Linked DNA regions of Gossypium hirsutum: region 1 is linked to region 2. A link is a contact called in public Hi-C data. All regions are on one chromosome and are shown on one strand. Each heading gives the region's core, a stretch centred on a gene start, on an enhancer-like site or on the middle of the called end of the contact. The rest is flanking DNA. Distances are from core to core; before and after follow the strand shown.

Region 1 (3,623 bases), core at 103-2,602, 900 kb before region 2:
TTCTTCTGTTGACTGAATCACAGGTAACCCACAGATTTGATCGGGTCCGCGAATCGGGAACTCGGTCATACTATTTATCCACTATATCATTATTATTACCATTGACTCATTTACAGTAGTTTCAAGACATATGATGGTTAAGATATTAGTTTTTGTACTACATGTTAGGTTTGTTAAACTCTAGTTTGCTTTGGAAAGACTTTTAACTAAGATTCAGAAGTATTGTTTTGTGGAAATTTTGATGTAACTCTTCGGACTTGGCCTTGTTGTCTAGGCCGAGTATGGGGTGTTACAAGGAAGAGGAGAAGTTGGTCGTCAATCCTAAAGATCTCATTGTTGTCAACATTGACTATGATTTATGTCTTGTCGGTAAGTTTCTTAGAGAGAAGGTGATAAACTTTGCGGTTGTGGAAAGGACTTTTTTGTGGTTGTGGTGTTCGATCCGAGGTGCTAGCATCAAGTTGATTGGCGATAAGTGGTTATATTTTGATTCAATTTTTTCATGTGGTGGATCTAAAAAAGATTATTTCAGGGTCTATGGTCCTTTAACAATTGTCTTCTTTTGGTTTATAAGTTGGCTCAATGAGAGAATTCGGAAAATGTTAACTTTTTCTTTGCGGATTTTTGGGTTCAAGTCTATGATTTGCCACCCGATTTTGCTTCGTAAGCCTTGGACAAGAGTCTCGATAATGTTATGGGTTATTTCTAAGATTATGATGCTAGTAGCATATTGAACGTGTTGAATAACTTCATGAGCATTTGTGTGCATCTAGAAATTCATTAGGCTCTTATGAGGAAAAAGAAATTAAGAAAACATGATTACCTTATTTTAAGGTCAGTTTTAGTTAGAAGCGGCTTCCTCTTGTGTGTTATTTGTGTGGTATAATATGACACAATGACTAGTTGCCAAAGATTGCTCGACTCTTCGGAGGGGGAGCTAATCCAAGGTTGGTCGGAGGATATACGAGCGGAGGTCAAACATAGGAATCGAAAGCAATTTGTTTAGTGGAGGCGTGATTTAAGAAAGAATGAGAATTTTTGGGCGACATTTCAGGTGGGATTATATGATCAAGTGGGAGGGGGAGTAATTCACACATCCAAAATAGATGGCTTTCTTATCTAAAACAGCTAGCTCTCAATGTCAATGTTGGAGCTAATGATCAGGGCCAAGGGGCATCAAGTGGACTATCGAATGATGGGCCTTTTCCGGGTATGAGTGTTTAACAATCCATTAAAGATTCTATTATGGATGTTGAAGAAAAAAAAGAAAAGAAAAAGTATAGGGTCGATTCTAATGTTTCAGCTCAGCATGTTTCTTCAAATGATACAGCCCAGCTTACTACTATTTGGGGCAGCTCTTGCTTTACTCAAACTACTGTATCGGTCGGTCTCTTAGAGGAGACCCATCGGAAGCCATGATTTGTATTGCTTGGAACTGCCGGGGACTGGGTAATCCCCGTGCGGTACTCACTGTCAGGGAGCTTGTTCATTCTAATAAACCCAGTATTTTGTTTTTATCTGAGACTTTAGTTCATTATAATAAAATTGAAGAATTGTGCTTTTCTTTACTTTTTGGTTACTGTTTGTGTAGACCGTCTTGGTCGTAGTGGCGTACTTGCATTATTTTGGAATTCGACTTTTAATATTTCTATTTTCGGGTATTCTTAGAATCACATTGATGCTCTTGTTGAGTTACACAATGGTTTTAAATAGAGGCTTACTGGTTTCTATGGTTTTCCGGAGTTGAGTAGGAAGCGTGGTTCTTGGGCTTTGCTAAGACATTTGGCGTCCCTTAATTCTCTTCCATGGATGTGCTTTGGGGATTTCAATAATCTTTTGTCAATTAATGATAAGAAAGGTGGTGCAGTTTACCTTACTGTTTGGCTCGATGGTTTTCGTGATTGTGTTTCAGACTGTAATCTTTTAGAGGTTCCTCTTTTACTTGGGAATGGGGTAGGGGAACCAGTTCTTTTGTCATGGAAAGGCTTAATAGGGCTTTTGTAAATGACGCGTGGGTTCAACGCTATCCATTCCATAAGCTTTATAGTCTTGTGTGTCCCACTTCGTATCACTCACCTATTAAATTAGTGGTGAAAGCTAGGTTTTCAACCCCAAGAGTTCAGCGCTTCAAGTTTGAGAAGTTTTGGCTTAGTGAAACTGGTTTTTTTGATGTCATTGCAGATGCTTGGTTTATGGTGTCGAATGGGTCTGTTTCTGCCAAGTTAAGTAATTGTGTTATTTCTCTTTCTTAATGGAGGTACAAGTTGGGAGGAAATTTCATTTCTTGTATTAAGGTTGTTAAGGAGGAACTTTTCCGGTCATATTCTGTAGGGAATACTGATGATGAGGTTCTAAAGTTATGTTTTGACTTAAATATTTTGCTTGCTCAAGAGGTGTTTTAGAAACAGCGAGCTAAAGTTTTTCCATGCTTGGGTGAGTAAAAGAAAATGGTTAAATCATATTTCTATGCTTTATGATGATGTGGGTCAGCAATGTACTGATGAGGCAGGCATGCATTTCATTGTTCTTAGTTATTTTACTTCTCCTTTTTTGGTTTCGGCTAGCTTGCAGTTTGATGCTTTTTCTGATTTTGATTCTCGTGGTACGGACTCTGATAATAATGCTCTTCTTTCTCCTTTTACTACTGAGTAGTTTAAACCGGTGTTGTTTGAAATGCATCCAGATAAAGCTCTCGGGCCGACGGTATAAATGTTGCATTCTATCAGAAGTGCTAGCATATTATTGGTGAGGAGATTTTTACAGAGTGTTGTGAATGGCTGAATGTAGCTGCTTCCCCCCCTCCCCCCTTAGATTAATGATTCCATTATAGTTTTAATTCCGAAAAATCAGAAGCCGACATCTATGAAAGATTTGAGGTTGATTGCGCTTTGTAACATTGTTTATAAACTGGTGGTGAAGGTTCTTACGAATTGTCTGAAGATCTTGTTACCTCGATTCATTTCTCGGTCTTAATTTGCTTTTGTTCCAAGTCATCTCATTACTGATAATGTGACAGTTGCTTTTGAAACCATTCATCACATGAAGAATAAAGGGTGAGATTTGATGGGGGAGATCGCTTTAAAAGTTGACATTAGTAAAGCCTATGACATGGTGGATTGGATCTTTCTTCATTATATTTTGGAAAGGCTGGGTTTCATTACAGATGAGTAGATTGGATGACGCTTTGTGTTCCCTCGGTCAACTATATCATTTTGTTTAATGGCACTGAGTTGGGACCAATTTCTCCCAAACGAGGCCTCTGTCAGGGTGATCCATTATCACTGTATCTTTTCATTCTGTGCACTGAGGGGCCAAGTTATTTGATGATGAACTCAGAGAGATGAGTGGATATTCATGGACTCTCTATTTTTAGGGGAGTCCTACATTGTCACATCTGCTTTTTACAGATGATAGTTTCTTCTTTTTTCGTGCTATGGAGACAGAAGCTAAGGTGGTGAAGGGGTCTTTGTTATGTTACAATGAAGCTTCTGGGTAGGCCATTAATTTCTTTGAGTCTGGAATTATGTTTAGTTCTAATACCAAGCAACAAGGCCGTTAGAGAATTTGCTCTATTCTTGGTGTTTCAATGCCTCTTAATCATGGTCGTTATTTGGGACTTTCGT
Region 2 (3,699 bases), core at 925-3,424:
CCTCAGCAAGATCTTCTCTGGTGGTAAACTCATCAATTCTTCCACATCCTGTTGGTTTAAGAACAAGCAAATATATTCGGAAGAAGTCTATCAAAAACTAGAAAAAGCATCGAAGTTCTGGCTTATTTGTTTAAAGTTTGAAAAGGGGAGGTGTAAAAATGAAATACAAATTCAAGACACAGTGGGCATATTTAAGGAGAGACCACGGTTATCACATATAGTATTTAACAAGTTAGAGATTTCATTTTCCTCCAAGTAGTACTTTTCCTTAAAATGTTCCACAAAACAAGTATAGTCAAATGAACTGATATTCTTGTGAAACAATATATTACCTTACTATCATCAACAAGCTCCACCAACTGAGGTGTTTTCTTCAAGTTGAGGTCTGCCAACAGTTGTATCTAAAACAGCATAGTTTTTTAGCAAGACTGGCCTATGCCATTGTAAGTATCAAGGTTGCAAAGTTTTAATTGCTTTGGATTAGACAATAATTTGAGAGATCAAGTTACCTTTATAATTTGAGAAATCAATCCAAGCACAAGATGTCTCTGTAAAAGGAACCCGAGATGATATCATTCTCGCTAATCATTTTCAAAGTATATACTTTAAATAATTTCAGTAAGAGGTGATCAAACAAAACATGTTCTGGAAAGTAAAGTTTCAGAGTGGAACAGGAATGAAGCAAGAATAAGAAAGGGTTTCGATTTTGGTTTAGCATTAATAAACAGATAAATGGTCTACCTAGTCCAGGCCAAATATGAGAAGCAATGATCTTCCCAACACCAATCATTGTATTGAAAAATAGTTAAGAAGTGAAAAGAATAGCATTAAAGATTGTCACATTGGCCACAGCTCTGGGAATAACAAAAACAACAAAAGCAATGAAGCATGCTTTAAAAATAATGCTTTTATCCAACATGTCTTTCTTAAACTCAAGTGAAAATCCAACCATCAAATAAACTAGTTCAGCAATGCAACAGACCAACAGTATAAGTATACGCATACCCTTCCTTCAATGAAATCTTGTGTTCCTATATTGACTACAGTGCAGCCAATAGCCTTGGCAGAGTTGAGACATAGTGTATGGTTTTCATTTCTTTCCCATGGATTGAGCAGTCTCTTAGTATTAATAGCCCTTTCATCAATGGTACCCGGAACTGCTACATTTATCAGTTTGCTGCATTTATTTTGTATAAAAGCTTCAAAAAAAATCTTCTCCCGCTGGCATAAAAACAACAAATCTAATAGTTTTAAAAAGGTAGAAAGAAGGATTTACCAAAGAAGAACTCCATCTTTAACAATCTCAAATAGATCATTTGAGGACGGATCGATGGGTAAGTATTTGTTTAAGAACCCATCTTGAGCGAGATAATTATTGATATGGGCAACGTAGGATGCCTTTTCGGATTCGCTTATGGTGTGAAGCAGAGTAGTTGTAGCTGCCTTGAGGAATGCTGATGAGTTCTTTGCTGGATTTCCTGTTCTAGAGCTTGCATGTGCATGAAGTTTCAGATGAACCTATCCACACAAAACACAGTGATTGATAATCCACTTTCCAGGAAATTTTGAAAAAAAAAAGGTTTTCTGAAAAGTTACTTCTGAAACAACAATCCAAATTCAAATTTTCATAAACTTGAACTTTAAGAAAAAAAAAATATATTAACGATAAAAAAAAGGGATTGGAACACCAAAAACAACAACAACAAACCTTCAAAAAGGACTCGAAATCGACCTCATCGTTGAAGTTAGGATACAAAGCAGCGATAAAATCTGTAGTTTCTTGGTCACTCAGATTCTCTCCCACAGCTTTCAATCTGGACATTCTGGATGCTAAGTCTCCCAGCGTTAGTTTCCCGCTCTCTCTTCGCATACTAGTAAACTACCAAAAAACAAAGTGTTAGTAACTGCGATCAAAAAAGAAGGAGAAAAATGAAAGAATCGTTGAGTTACATGAGATTTTAAGCTACGAAGTTCGACTTGAGTGAACTGGTTTTGCAGGCATGCATCTGAGACCAAAATGCCTACGTAACCAGACATCTTTGTTTTTATTTAGATCAGAATCTAATGACAAATTTTTATGTTTGGCCTGAGTTTGTGAAGAAGGAGAAGAGAAGTGGGAGTTGTAGCTGGTATTGGCAAGAGCAACACTGCTTCTGACAATTCATATTATGACCATTCTGTCCCCTTTTTTATTTTCTTTTAGGATAAAGTATGTCTATAGTACTTGTACTTTTTAAAAATTAGGAATTTACTCCTTGTACTTGTATTTCTAGAAATTTAGTTCCTCTACCATTTAGATTTCAAAATTCATATACAACTATTATCACTCTCTGTTTTCTTATATAAAAAAAGAATCACTCACTTGTTACCCATGTAAGTAAAAAAAATGTTGTAATTAACCTGAATTTAACCAAAAAAAAAAGAGTTAACAGTATTAACAGTTAGATGAATTTTGAAAATCTAAAAAATAAAGAGATTAAATTCGTGAAAATACAAGAACTGGGACTAAATTTCTAATTTTTAAAAAGTACAGAAACTATATGCATATTTTAACCGTTCTTTTATTTATTCAAATGAATAGTAACTGTGGGCCTTTGCCCTTCGAACCACTCGGAGTTGGAAGGATGGATATTGGGTCCATTACGCCTTCCCTTTTCTGTTTTTAGAATTCAAATTGAATGTCTATTTCGCCCACCATCTCTAACTGTTGGTTCATATTTTAAATAACAGGTAATTCGTGTCTCCATTGTTAGGGGATTTAAGAAAAATGTCTAAGCCAGTTTAAATTTTAAAACCTTGCCGAGTGTGATTTTTACTAAGGTCACATAATTCGTGAGGGCGGTTTATAGTGTACGGAGTGCAAAGAGATATTAAATTAAGGTTCATCCATACTATGGACTGTGAGGAAAGCCATTAAGATTAGTAATTTGAGAAGGTTAAGGCGGCACATGGATAAAGTTCTAGTATCTAGTTTCTTGTTTATCCCATTCATCTTGGAGGAGAGGGAGAGCAATTTGAGTGGGCCTTTATCTCATGATTACTTTCTTGTAGAGTTTAATCTCATGGTTCATATAAGGTGTGAGTCGAATGTGACTTTCTTGAGGTTGGCAAGCCTAGAAGTTGAGATCATTAAATGAGATTGAACATGATGTAATGGTTATCCTAGAGGACATTATGGCTATACCTCTCCCATATCTGTAATGGTGTGAGCTTCATTCCTAAGGTGTTAAGAGATATTTTAATATAAGGATATGATATTTGTCCCCTTAGTTAAAAAGAAATTTATAAAGTGAGTTTCTATGAGACTATCAGTAGGGGAATAAGGTGGCATCTCTTTAGTGAAGACAGAGGCTATTGTTGTTCGAGATATTAATGTTAGGGTTCCATGATTACTTGTACAGTACTTTCAAGTTTTCAAAACTACACTTTTAATAAGCATAGTTGCTTGCTTTGACGTGGTGTCGTTTAACTAACCAATAATTACACAGCTTCTAAAAGTTTCCTATTGTTATATCCCTACCTTAATTTGGACTCGGTTGAACCCTCTATTGGTATTGTTACCTTGGCTTCACATTCAATGTGGACTAAAGGAATGTTCTCTTTGAGAACCTTGGTTGTGTGGGTTGGAGCACTCTTAGTGTTATATCTTGGTTGTGTAGGTTGAAATGCACATTTGTGCAATGATTATATAAATACTTG

What was found. A called contact is a pair of places that touch in the nucleus more often than the background predicts.
Region 1: a contact with region 2 is called in a Hi-C map of leaf, with 1.6 times the contacts expected there. The contact joins the enhancer-like site here to the promoter of LOC107954657 in region 2. A contact is called at or near these places in 2 of 34 Hi-C or Micro-C datasets (both in leaf).

What each region holds. Positions count from the first base shown.
Region 1 is chrD07:33,934,645-33,938,267 of Gossypium_hirsutum_v2.1, reverse strand. No RefSeq gene overlaps it. Among protein-coding and RNA genes, the nearest start is that of LOC107954725, 8.6 kb to the right of the region's middle. Within about 2 kb of position 1,352, at least 8 of the 9 cell types and tissues checked have an H3K27ac peak or open chromatin away from gene starts, as enhancers often do. A contact at or near this core is called in leaf, where this site is marked.
Region 2 is chrD07:33,038,456-33,042,154 of Gossypium_hirsutum_v2.1, reverse strand. It overlaps LOC107954657 (fimbrin-2), which reads right to left and starts at 2,174. Exons shown (of 14, transcript XM_016890281.2): 1 at 1,951-2,174; 2 at 1,709-1,879; 3 at 1,277-1,518; 4 at 1,006-1,177; 5 at 510-548; 6 at 333-401; 7 at 1-48. The coding sequence starts at 2,037.